2 separate regions of the Mus musculus genome follow, and region 2 is linked to region 1. The links are chromatin contacts, called in public HiChIP or PLAC-seq maps. All regions are on one chromosome and are shown on one strand. The core of a region is the stretch at or near the end of the contact, and the rest is flanking DNA. Distances in the headings are between cores, read along the strand shown. Region 1 holds the start of Mmd2 (monocyte to macrophage differentiation-associated 2). Region 2 has its middle 12 kb from the start of Gm52793.

What was found. HiChIP or PLAC-seq counts read pairs in DNA pulled down with a chosen protein or histone mark.
Region 2: a contact with region 1 is called in an H3K4me3 HiChIP or PLAC-seq map of stem cell-derived neural progenitor cells, with 18 read pairs. The contact joins the enhancer-like site here to the promoter of Mmd2 in region 1. A contact is called at or near these places in 6 of 39 promoter capture datasets (the C10 cell line, HPC-7-derived erythroid cells, cranial neural crest and 3 more), 3 of 484 Hi-C or Micro-C datasets (B cells, embryonic stem cells and nephron progenitors) and 1 of 115 datasets of contacts at active chromatin or transcription factors (stem cell-derived neural progenitor cells).

Annotation. Positions count from the first base shown.
Region 1 is chr5:142,604,872-142,611,400 of GRCm38.p6, forward strand. It overlaps Mmd2 (monocyte to macrophage differentiation-associated 2), which reads right to left and starts at 3,881. Exons shown (of 7, transcript NM_175217.6): 1 at 3,687-3,881. The coding sequence starts at 3,736.
Region 2 is chr5:142,838,798-142,845,326 of GRCm38.p6, forward strand. No RefSeq gene overlaps it. Among named protein-coding and RNA genes, the nearest start is that of Gm52793, 12 kb to the right of the region's middle. Within about 2 kb of position 3,489, at least 85 of the 459 cell types and tissues checked have an H3K27ac peak or open chromatin away from gene starts, as enhancers often do. A contact at or near this core is called in stem cell-derived neural progenitor cells, where this site is marked.

The sequences.
Region 1 (6,529 bases), core at 2,631-5,130:
TACAGACTGAGCTAGCCGGGCTGCACCCAGTGATTGAATTACCTGTTGATTCTGAACTAAGTTTGTGTGGTGTTTTCCTTCACGCGGCGACTCAACTGGGTTCTAGAGAGAAAGGTACGGCCAAGGAGTGCACCCAAAAAGGCGTGGGAATTTGGAAGAGTGGGGCTGGCATAATAGTGACCCGCCAGTGGGAACTTAGCGAGTCCGGTGGTAAGACTTCGGAGCTCCAGGGTAGAGAGTCTGCCAGAGATGAGAACAAGGCCCACTGGTGCCTTGCCGGTGATAGCGTGGATTTGCCTTTTTATTATTTCATTCTACAGGCTCACAACGGAGCCCAGGCTAGCCTTAAGCTCACAGCTCTCCTCCCTCATCCTCTTGAATCTGCAAACAATTATTACAAACAAGGACAACGCAGGTCAAGATGGCTTATTGGCTAGATGGGTTCTTCTTATGTTTGTTTGTGTGAGAGGAAGGGGAGGGGTACGCTTACCACACAATGCATGTACAGAGGTCAGAGAGCAACTTGAAAGAAATCAATTCTCTCTTTCCATCATGTATAACCTTTGGGTCAAACTCAGGAGAAAGAGGGCTGCTCAAGCTCCTGGCTCAGTGCCTTCCCTGCCGTGAATCAGTGTCCTTACAAGCTACGGCTGGGGTGGATTCCCAAAGGCCTTTCCTGTGCCTAACAAGCATGCATGCGTGCATGCGTGCATGCGTGCATGCGTGCGTGCATGCATGCGTGCATGCGTGCATGTATCTGTAGCTCAGTAAGCTTGGCGCTTAAGGCTTAAAGGAGAAGAAGCCAAAGAAGTTCGAAGTGTGAGTGCCACACCTAGTTACAGGTTTGAGTCTGCTAATGACTATTAAGGTAAATGGAGACCAGCAGCCCCCAGTCCTCATGTCTGAACTGAGCCAACATGAAGCTATAATGCTGCAGAAGGAGCCTTAGTCATGTGGTCCCATGATATAGACTCGTATAAACATCTCCAAAGAAGCCCATGTCCCAGGAATGAAACTCAAAGCTGATTCTGTCTCAGGGAGAAGATTTTATTGGTCACAGTAAGAGCAAATGTGCTGACCACAGGATGTGGTAGTGCAAGTCTTTTGTCCCAGCACTTGGGAGACAGAAGCAGGCAGATCTCTGTAAGTCCCACGCCAACCTGGTCTCCATAGCAAGACCTTGTCTCAAAACCAAAACAAAGTCTGAGAACTGAGCTTCAGGGTTCATCCAACTGGGAAACTAATTAAAAGTCGCATATCAAACAAAAGGCAGGTTTTATCATCTGTACAGACCAGAAAACTGAAAAATCACCAAAGAAATGAAGCCCGGTCTGTGTCTGCTAGCAATCACTTAGGACTTCAAAGCCGGGACCATCAAGATGGCTCAGTGGGCAAAGGTATTTGTTGCCAACCCTGACAATCTGAGTTTAATCCCTGTCACCCACATGGTGGAAAGAGAGAGCAGAGACCCTCATGTTGTTCCATGACCTCCACACGGATGCCTTGGCACCCCCCCCCCGCCCACACGTAAAAATATAATAAAGCATTATAATAAATCAAAAGATATAATAAAGCATTATAATAAATCAAAAGAACCCAAAGTTTCTTCTCCCAGCGTCTCGCTATCAAAACAAGGAGGGGGGAGAGAGAGAAAGGGGGAAAGAAGGGAGAAATGAAAGAGGGGGAAAGATAACATTGGTAGGACGAAGAAACACTCAATGTTCCTTCCCCAACCTTATCTAAGTTTGTCCATTATCTTCGTGTGGGGGGGTATATATGCATGTTCATGGAAGGCAGTATATACACATATATGGATATGTGTGTGTGCATGTGTATATAAGGAGGTCAGAGGGTCAGTTGTTCCTTGGGGGATACCAACCTTGTTTTTGAGGCAGGGGCATCTCACTGGGACCCAAGGCCTAAGTACTTGAGGCTGGATGACCAGCAAGCTCCGGGCATTGCTTGTCTCCTCCTCCAGGGCACTAGGATCACAAGGATGCCACCACATCTGGCTTTCTATCTTGAGCATTGGGGTTCAAATTCAGGCTCTCATTATTGAGTGGTAAACACCCTACCAGCTGGGCTCTTTTTCCAGCCCTATATCTGCTTTCCGTTGCCGGAACAGAACACCCGAGACATGCTAGCTGAAAGAATTAGAAGTTTGTGGGCCGGGGAAGTAGCTCAGTAGACTCGTCTACCATGCACAAGGCACTGGGTTCAGTCCCCAGCATTGCATCCATAAACCTAACCCAGCACTTAGATCGGGAATTTGAGACCATCCCCAGCTGTGAGTTAGGGACCAGCTTAGGATCCACAGAACAGAGGCTCTGGAGACTGGAACATCCAAGTCTATTGCTGGCTTCAGTTCTGGGGCAGTAAATCTGCAAGTGTGCAGAGAAATGGTGAGCCTGGAGGCTCACCATTTACTCAAGTGAAACAGTTCTATCTCCTACGACCGGGTCTTTTCTCAAAGGCCTATCTCTCCATCCGCCACAGAGGCAATCACATCTCCATGAGCAGCCAGGCATACCAGCCCACACTTGTAATCCCAGCCTTCAGGAGGCTGAGGCCAAAGGACTGCTGTCCGTGTAAGGCTGACCTGGGCCACATAGTGTGTTTCAGAGAAGCCTGGGCTACTAGGCTATAGAATGAGACATTTTTTAAAAATAAAATTAAAAAAAGGACTAGGAAAGGCATGACAAGATGGCTCAGCAAGTCACGGAGTTTGCCACAAAAGCCTGGAGACCAGGGTTCAATCTCTGGAATTCATAGATAGTGGGAAGGAAAGATTCAACTCCACAACATTGTCTGACCTCCATATATGTGTGGGGTACACAACCCCACATGCAATAAAAATAATAGTAATAATAATGATACTCGTTCAAGACAACCAAATCAAATCAAAATGCACACCAGATAATGAAAACTTCGTATTAAAAAAACACAATGCAAAATAACTCACAACTAACGTGTTCAGATGGGAATCAGGTATACAAAATGTTAACTAAAATATACTCTTGTGAGTCCCAGCCCTAATTTCAGCATCCAGGGGGGCTAAGGCTGAAGAATTAAGTTCAAGACAAGCCTGGGCTACATAGTGAGATCAAGGCCAGCCTAGGGTATGTAGCAAGACTGTCTCGAAAACAGGAAAAGAAGGACCAGTGTTCCCGAGCTAGACAGAGCTCTGTGAGGTCAAAGGACAGCTTGGTCTACAAAGGAGGGTCCAAGCCAGCCAGGACTACTATAGTGAGACCTGACTCAAAAAATAAATAAATAAAATAAAAGAAAGAAAAGAAAAGAAATCTGGGTTCAGGGAGGACCCCAGAGAGCTCCACAGGGATGGAGCAGTTCCCCCACCCTTAGATTTGCTTTCTAAGGATCATCTCATATAATCCTCCGTGGTTCCGAATGGTGGAGACTCTCAGAGTTCACCGGGTCGCAAATGTGGAAACTGAGCTTTGGACCGAAGAAGCACCTCGCCCAGGGGAAAAAGGAAACTCGGAGAATCCGCTGCGCTGAGCGCAAAAGCGGGGTGACAATTACCACTCCGTTATGAAGAAGCTGGGTTGTTCTAGCCCCAGGCAACGGGGTCTGTGCATCGAGCCCAGTTCTCCAGACAGTGGGGAAAGGAAAGAAGGATCTTGGTGTCCTGGCCCCTGTCTATCACCCCCTGACCCGCTACTCACCTTGCATATTTGGTTTTCTGGAAATCCAGCAGCCTGGCCAGAGTGAACATCGCCGCGGTTCCATCAGCGCCCAGACCAGGGCTGGGACGCGGGAACACCAGGAGCCGCTTCGGGAGGCGCAGCAGGTTGGAAAGGTGTCAGATCCTCGGGCTGCTCCAGGGCCTTGAACAGACCCGATCAGTTGCCTCCGGAGCCCCGAGCCCCTGAGCCTGGAGTCTCCCGGATCGCAAATCCCGAGCAGATGGTGGCGGGGGCGGGGCGGGGGCGGGATATGGGGGGGACTTGGGCGCACGCTGCCAATCGCCCGGCTGGGAGGCCCCCTCCCTCCTGCTAGCTTCTCCCCGGGTCCCCTCCACCCCATTGCTGTTCTAGCCAGCAGAAGACAGCTTGGACTAGACTGAACTGCCTCTGTTACGGCTTGCCATCCGGGCAGCACTGCAAAGCCACAGGGGACGCCTGGGGACCGAACTAGGTGGCACCCTCAGTTTACTTATTGCAGGCTCTTAGCCCTGAATCCACCCTACCATCCAGGACTCTGTGTCTCTAGGAACCATCTTGCTCCACCCCCTCCCATTCCACCTTCGCCGCTGCTCCCCTCCCCCCTGCCCCCTGCCCCAATCCCCATTCACATCCACATCCCAGTACCAAGATGGGGACATTCCATCATGTTCAGAATCTACAGCCCCAAGTCTATCCTCATGTCTTCAAACTCCAGTTTTCTTTTTATTATTACTTTATTGCATTTTAATATTTTAAAGCATTTATTTTTAATTTATGTGTGTATATGTGCGCAGGGTGGGGGTGGGGCTATGTGCATATGTGAGTGCAAGTGTGTGGAGATAAGAAGTCTGGGATCCCCAGGAGCGGGAGTTAGGGGCAGTTGTGAGGCAACCGAAGCGGGTGTTGGGATTCGAACTCCAATCCTCTGTATGCACAGGAAGCACTCAACCGCTGAGCAAGCTCTCCAGCCGCCTGCAGTTACGTATTTATCATGCGTGTAGAGGGCAGAAGGCAACTTGCAGGAGTTAGCTTTGTTCCTACACCATGGACAACTTAGGGACAAAACTCAGGTCTTCCGGCTTGAAGACAAGCATCTTTACCTGTTGAGCTGGCTCACCAGCCACCAGATTCAGCTTTCTGCTTTAGGGGGGGGCGTGACATCTTTGGAGGACGTGGGAACCCAATCTGTCTCTGAACATTTTGAACACCCCTTGAGGGAGCTGCAGGGGCAAGATGGTCTTTGGTGTTCATGACAGCTACTATTGTTGACTTTCCACTTGGCAGGATCTAGAATCACCAAAGATACAACCTCTGGGCATGTCTGTGAGGGATCTTATTGGTTGGGTAAGGGAAGGAAGGCCACCCCTAAATGTGAGCTGGACCTTGATCCTGGGCTGGGGGCTGGCCTTGAATAAAAGAAATATTGTGAACTTAATGCCAGAGTTCCTGTCTCCTAGATTCTTTTTGTTGTTGGTGGTGGCGGTTTTGTTTTTAGAGATAGGGTTTCTCTGGGTCGCCCTGGCTACCACTCTGTAGACCAGGCTGCCCTTGAACTCAGAGATCCACTTACCTCTGCCTCAATGCTGGGATTAAAGGTGTGCATCACCCCGGCCCAGCATCTCTCTGCTTCTTGACCATGTATGCAAGGTGACCAGATGGGTCCCCAAATTGACGACAAGTCCTCTCCTCCTCCACCATGGCTTCCCCCTTCCTAAGTCCATAGCCCCCTGATCGTCTCAATTTGCTTATTTTTACCCAGTGCTACAGGTTGAATTCAGGCTCCAGCACATGCTAGATGGACACTCCATGATTAGATTACATCTCTGGTCCCCTTTCACTTTTTTTTTTTTTTTTTTCAGATAGCCAGGCAAACTTACTCAAGCTGGCCTTGAACCCACTCTGTAGCCCAGGCTGACAGTGAACTTGTGATCCTCCTATCTTCGGCCTCCCAAGTGGCTGGGAACAAGGCCTCCTAAGTGGCCTTGCTCTAGTTCTTGTTTGGAATGCTGAGAAAAGAACACCCACACCTTCTGGGTCAAGGGAGCAGAAAGAAGAAGCAGACTGACAGAAGACTGCCTGGTCCACCTCTGCCTTCCTCTGCTGGGCCGGGCGTGGGCAAAGCCAGAGGGCTACAGGGAGATGGTGCAGAGCGAGGAGATCATGGCAGGAGTGGCAGTACCTGGGGGAGGGGTGGGGAGGATGAAGATGCTGAAGGAAGAGGCAAAAAGGAGGACCCTGGGTGCTTACATGTAAGACTGACCAGCCTCAGTTGCTGGCTTAGAAATTCAAGACATCTAACATGCTCATCCCACCACATGGGATACAAAGAAAGCCAGGACAATTTAGCAAGATCTTATCTCAATGAAGAAATCAAAAGAGAGCAGGGCATATTACTCCCAGTAGATCACTGCCTAGAATCCCCTAGTGAGGGGCTGGGACCGTGGCTCAGTGGTAGAGCCCCTCCCTAGAATCCCCCAGTGAGGGGCTGGGGTGTGGCTCAGTAGTAGAGCCCCTGCCTAGAATCCCCCAGTGAGGGGCTGGGGGTGTGGCTCAGTGGTAGAGCCCCTGCCTAGAATCCCCCAGTGAGAGGCTAGGGTGTGGCTTACCAGTAGAAAGTCTACTTAGCGTGTGTGAGCCCCTGAATTCAGTTCCCAATATATAGGAGTGAAAAAAAATTAACAAAAATGTCACAATTAAACTAATTACTCTTTATGCTAACTTTAAAAACTAATTTTAAAAATGATGCAGAAGGCCAAGTAGTGGTGGTGCACATCTTTAATCCCAACACTTGGGAGGAAGAAACAGACAGAGCTCTGAGTTCAAAGCCAGCCTGATCTACAGAA
Region 2 (6,529 bases), core at 2,239-4,738, 230 kb after region 1:
ACTATGAGACCATCCCTTGCTACTGTCCAAAGTCACTCAGGTGTGCCTACCCTCCTCCGAGGCTGCTCTCTGAGAACAGAGATGACTTGACCAAGAACTGCCTGATCTTGGACTTTATTCCCTGCACTGCAGTACCCATCCGTCCCTGTTGGTGACCTTGATGGACACAGTATTTTTTCTAAATACATTTATTTGAGCCTATCCTCATCTCTCTCACCCAAGCAGAGAGTCTGAGAGAGGACACTCTGGCTGCAGGAGCACAGGGCTGAGGAAGGAGGGAGTTTTGTTCCTAGTTTGTTAGTGTTTTGTTTTCTTTTATTACATTTTAATTTTATGATATATTTGTGTGCATACACTCAAAGAGGACAACTTGAGGGAGTTGGTTCTCTCCCTCCATCATGTGCTTGGGCATTAAACTCATGTTGTCAAGCTTGGCAGCAAGTGTCTTTACTTATTGAGCCATCTTGCTTAATATAAGGTCTCACTTTATAGCTCAAGCTGGCCTTGACCTTGTAGCCATCCTCCTGCCTCAGCCTTACAAGTGTTGGAGTTAACAGGCATGATCTACCATGCCCTGCTTATGGTGTCCTCACTTGCTCTCTAGGGCCGAGCTGGAAGAAAGTCTTCACGGCATTGGATGGATGGATGCATGGATGCGTGGATGCATGGACAGATAGATGAATGGTCAGATGAACAGACAGATGGATGGGTGCATGCATGCATGGATACACAGATGCATGGATGGATGGATAGATAGATGGATGGTCAGGCAGACAGAAAGATGCATGGGTACATGGATGGATGGATGGATAGATACATGGATCCATGGACAGATGGATGGATGGATGGATGGATGGATGGATGGATGGATGGTCAGGTAGTCAGATGGAAGGATGCATCCATGCATGGATGGATGGGTGGATGCATGGGTGCATGGATGGACAAACGGATAGATGGATGGTCATACAAAAAGATAGATGCATGGGTACATGGATGGATGATGGATGGATGGATACATCCATGGATGAATGGATACATGGATGCATGGACAGATGGACAGATGGATGAATGGTCAGATGAACAGACAGATGGATGGGTACATGGATACATCGATGGATGGATGGATACACAGATGCATGGATGGATGGATGGATGGATGGATGGATGGATGGAGAGACACATGAATCCATGGACAGATGTATGGATGGTCAGGTAAACAGATGAACGGATGCATGCATGTATGAATGGGGGTGGATGGATGTACAAATGGATAGATGGATAGTCAGAAAAAAAGATAGATGCATGGGTACATGGATGGATGGTGGATGGATAGACAGACAGATAGATGCACGGATGGATAAATGGATGGATGCATGGATGAGTAAGTGGGTTGATGGGTAGATAGGTGAGTGGGTCAGTGGATAGATGGACAGGTTAATGGATAGATGGTTAATTAAGTAGACCGATGGATGGGTAGATGTATGGAATCTGTCATACTATGTCCTGCCTCTCTGCTAGAGCCTGGGCACTGCAGGCATGCTGCTCAGGGGAGGCAGAATGAAGTCCAAAAGGGGTTCACAGTCCATGTCTTCCTTTGCCAGGCCAGAAAGGGAAACAGCAGAGTCTGGAATGAATGCTGTGGCTCCTGGTCTCAGATAGATGAATGGTCAGATGAACAGACAGATGGATGGGTGCATGCATGGATGGATGGATAGATACATGGATCCATGGACAGATGGATGGATGGATGGTCTCCTGGTCTCCTCTCTGGGTACCCAGGCGCCAAAGGTGTAATCTGTGAGTCAGGAATGAGGGTCTGCTGTCTGCACTTCTCCTTGGTGTGTGTGTGTGTGTGTGTGTGTGTGTGTGTGTGTGTGTGTGTGTGTGTGTCTGAGTCCTGGACAGGGAGGGAATGCAGAATCTGGAACAGGCAGAACCAGTTTGATTGGGAGCACTGGGCCAGGGAGTACCTGAGGGGCTGGAGGACAGAAGGCCATCCCTGAGGCGATCCTAAATGCAGCAGCTCTTGCTTGCGCATATGGCTTTATTTGGTGGTGGATGTGAATGCAAACCCTTTATTCAGAGCAAACCTTTCGCAGGAATACCTAGGAAGGGAAGGTCATTGGCTGAAGGCTCGGGGCTATCTGGATACCTCATTAGCATGGAGAAGAACTCCAGATGTTGTGTGCTCTCTGACCCAGAGGCCATGGTCCTCAGTGGGGTGTCATGGTTACAGGTTTCAGAGCAAGTATACAGACAGGTCCACTCCAACTGGTCTCAGATCTCTGAGATTCCTGGGGTCTGAGCTCACCCAGCCTTGCCAGTTCTTATGTCTGTCTGGGAACACAGTTCCACATGCCCGACAGATATTTAGTAGGTAGGGAGACAGATGGGGGAATGAAAGGATAGATGGACAGTGGATAGATGAACGGATTGATAGATGGGTGGTTTGGTGGGTGGACAGATGGATGGATAGATGATGAACGGACATATAGGCAACAGAATGGATAGATAGGCAGACAATGGGGAGGTGTGCTGTCTCCACCTTCGAAAGTGCTAGAATAATAGCCCTGCACTCTGCCTATTTTATACGATACTGTAGATCAACAAGTATCAACCCTTCCCAGTGGCTGGGGCTCGGGGGTGGGGACACATCCTCCCAAAGCTTTGCACTTAGGTTCCAGGAAAAGGCAGAAGTTGGTTCTTACAGTGAGAAGCCAGGCCCTTCCTGCTCCTGATTAAGCCCCAGGGACCATAGCAACCACCAAACAAGACGTGCATTCCCCTAGAAAGTTCAGGGACGGAGTAGAAGCTGCTGTTGTGATCCAAATACCACTTACTGTGTGGTTGCTTCACTTTTTGGCATGGCTAAGAATTCATTTAAGAACAGTGTGGGCCTCATGGGGACTGAGAAAGACCTCACACTGAGGCCCCAAGCCAGAAACTTGCCAGACTCTCAGGGAGATGAATAGGGTTGAGAGACCCTAGTATCCGGTGAGTGTTCTGGTCTCTCCAGCCCATGATGACTGAGAACCAAAAAAGCGTGAGTCCTAGATTCAGAGCTCAGAGTTCAGGGGGCCACATCAGGAGGTCCATGCGGGCCAGAAGAAGGCAGATCTGGCTCTGTGTGGACTGATGGTGAGGTTAAGATGAAGCCTCCCTGTGCCCGGCCTACCAGGGTAAATAGCTTCCTACTAGAGATACTTGGAGCCCTGAAAAACAAGAGCAGCCATGAGCTGGGTGTGTGGTGAAGGGTGGTGCACAGCCTTTAATCCCAGCACTTGGGAGGCAGAGGCAGGTGGATTTCTTGAGTTTCAGGCCAGCCTGGTCTACAGAGTGAGTTCCAGGACAGCCAGGGCTACACAGAGAAACCCTGTCTCAGAAAAGCCAACCAACCAATCAAAACAAAGCCAAGAACAGTCCCTGTGTTACACCCTGCTCCAGGCCAGCCTTAGTCACAATTTCACAAAGAGAACAAACCCCATGACTCATCCAGACCACCTGGAGCCCTGTTAATTCTCCACAGCAGGGAAAGGGATACTTCCCTTCCTCTTTGTTGTCCTGGGCTGTGCGCACGCTGATGGCTGATGGTAGGTCGCTCCTGTCCACAGCAGACAGTTTTACCTGTAGCAGTCTGGGATGATCGCTCTTAGTGCTTAGAAGAGACCTGGGGGGAGAGGGGCCTCAGCGCCCCCCACCATCTTTATGGTTCCTCTGGATTCTGCGGACTTTGGTGACACCTGCTGGCCACTTGCCCTGTCTCTATAGCGACCACAGCAGAGGCTCCCAGCACCTCCATGAAGCTGATATGGGGAAGGGTCACCTAGGTGATTGGTGGCAGACAGGGTGAAGGGTCACAGCTTCTTGGGTCTGTCCCCTGCTGTCTTGATCCTCTATTACAAAAATCAGGAAAGTACAGGGGGGCTCCGTTGATAACCTGCTTACTTAGCACGCACACTTTCTGGATTGGGTCCCCATAAGCCATGCACAGTGCTGCATACCCATAACCCCCCCCCAACTTGGGAAGTAGAGGCAAGAGAATTAGAAATTCCAGGTTTGGCTGGTGAGATGGCTCAGGGGTAAGAGCACTGACTTCTCTTACGAAGGTCCTGAGTTCAATTCCCAGCAAAAACATGGTGGCTCACAACCACCCATAATGGGATCTGACTCCCTCTTCTTGTGCCTTTGGAGTCAGCTACAGTGTACTTATTTGTTTTTTGTTTGTTTATTTTTCGAGACAGGGTTTCTCTGTAGAGCCCTGGCTGTCCTGGAACTCACTCTGTAGACCAGGCTGGCCTCAAACTCAGAAATCCACCTGCCTCTGCCTCCCGAGTGCTGGGATTAAAGGCGTGCGCCACCATGCCCGGCTTACAGTGTACTTATGTATAATAATAAATAAATCTTTGGGCCAGAGCGAGCGGGGTTGATCAGAGAGAGCCAAGGTCCTAGAATTCAATTCCCAACAAGCACATGAAGGCTCACAGCCATATGTACAGCTACAGTGTACTCACATACATTAAATAAATAAATAAATCTTGAAAAACAAACAAAAAACGAAAACCAAAAAGTTTCCTGGTCATCCTTGGCTACATAGATCAAGGCCAGCCTGGGCTACATGAGACCATCCCAGAGAGGCTACCTTCAAAGCAGCAGCTAGCTAGCTATGAACCTGGTCTATCTCCCCTGTGAGTCTTCTGACAGAGAGAAAGGGCACAGAGGCACCGTGTCACTTTGTAGGTTTCAGGGACGAAGCTCACACGGTATCAGGCTTAGTAAAGCTCCTCACCTGCCTCGAGGCCTGCATCCTCTCTGCCTTTTTTTTTTTTAATATAAGATTTATTTATTTATTTATTTATTTATTTATTTATTTATTTAATGTAAGTACACTGTAGCTGTCTTCAGACACTCCAGAAGAGGGCATCAGATCTCAGTACAGATAGTTGTGAGCCACCATATGGATGCTGGGATTTGAACTCAGGACCTTCGGAAGAGCATTCAGTACTCTTAACCGCTGAGCCATCTCTCCAGCCCCTCTCTGCCTGTCTTACGTTCACCTGTGGCCTTTTCACCTGCATCAGGGCCTCAGCTGCCCCACCTACACCGGACAGTGTGAGCTTAAAGGATGTTGATGGTTGGGTAGTGACCATGGGGCCAACCTCTTCTCTTTGTTGGGCCACACCTAGGGATTTGTCTCTCTGTGATTTTGTTCTGGGCCATCAACTCAGAGGCGTGATGTGTAAATGAGTTACAAGTGCAGGTGATGGCCCCCAAAGTCTCAAACTAAGCTGACTTAGCTGACCTTAGAAGAAGCTGCCAACATGGGAAGGAGGGTCCAGGATGAGCTGTCTACTTGCCACTGAATTCTGCACATGTGACAGATCACTCTACCCTCCCCCTTTCCCTAGAAAAGCCCAGGGTGTTAGGAAGCTGGACAGCCCACACATACAGCCTCACTGCGCATGCTCGGGCAAGGCAGTAAACAAGTGGGTTTTACGGGGCCTGCGGCCGCACCCGCTTCCCGCACTGGACCACATCAGGTTAGGGGCTCATGTATAGTGACCGTCACTCCAGAGGGTAGCCTGCACCTGTAATCCCAGCACCAGGGAGGCAGAGCCAGGCGATCTGAGTTCAAGGCCAACCTGGTCTACAGAGCGAGTTCCAGTACAGCCAGGGCTACAGAGAGAAACCCTGTCTCGAAGAAAAAATTTGTTTAAGTTGCATGCATTTACTTCTGTGGGTGTATGTGTATGACTGTCCTTAGGTATTACTGCGCACATGCAAAAGTCAGGGCAACCTGTAGGGGTCGCTGCTCTCTCCACCGAGTCACCTTGTAGGTTTCAGGGACGAAGCTCACATGGTATCAGGCTTGGTAAAGCTCCTCGCCTGCCTAGCCACCTTGCAGCACAGTCATCTCTCCTTTTTGTCACTGAGACGGAGTCCCACAGTATGGCTGGGATAACCTTGAATTTGTCATAATCTGGCCTTGGCCTCCTCCCAAACTGTGGGACGAGGGATGTGTCTACCTGTCCACCAAGTGGGCTTTCCCCTCTGTTTCTTTCTCTTTTTGTCCCTCTGTTAATCTGTTCAGTTGGGTTGTGTTGGGAACTTAAAAAGGGGGCCTGAGGGGAGTGGGGGAAGGGAAAGACCCACACCCCGCCAGAGTTCCACCTATTCTCTGGTCCGTCAGGCGTGGGAGGGCTGCTACCTACCCTTTCTACTCATATCTGGGTGGGCATTCCTCTATTCCACTCTTCAGGGGGTGGCCAAGGGGCAACCCTACCTGGGGCCAGAGTTCCAGGAGCATGAGGGAACGCCTACCTTGTCATGAAGGTGAATTATCACCACCAGGGTTCAGACCTCAGCTCAACTGGAGACCAGCCTGCAATTCCCCACAGGGTTGTGTCCTTTGGAAGGTGCTGAGCATAGAACTTAACAGTCTTGTCTAAGTGAAGAAACGTTTTATCACAGAGCAATGCCCCCAGCCCCTCACTAGGGGATTCTAGGCAGGGGCTCTACCACAGAGCCACAC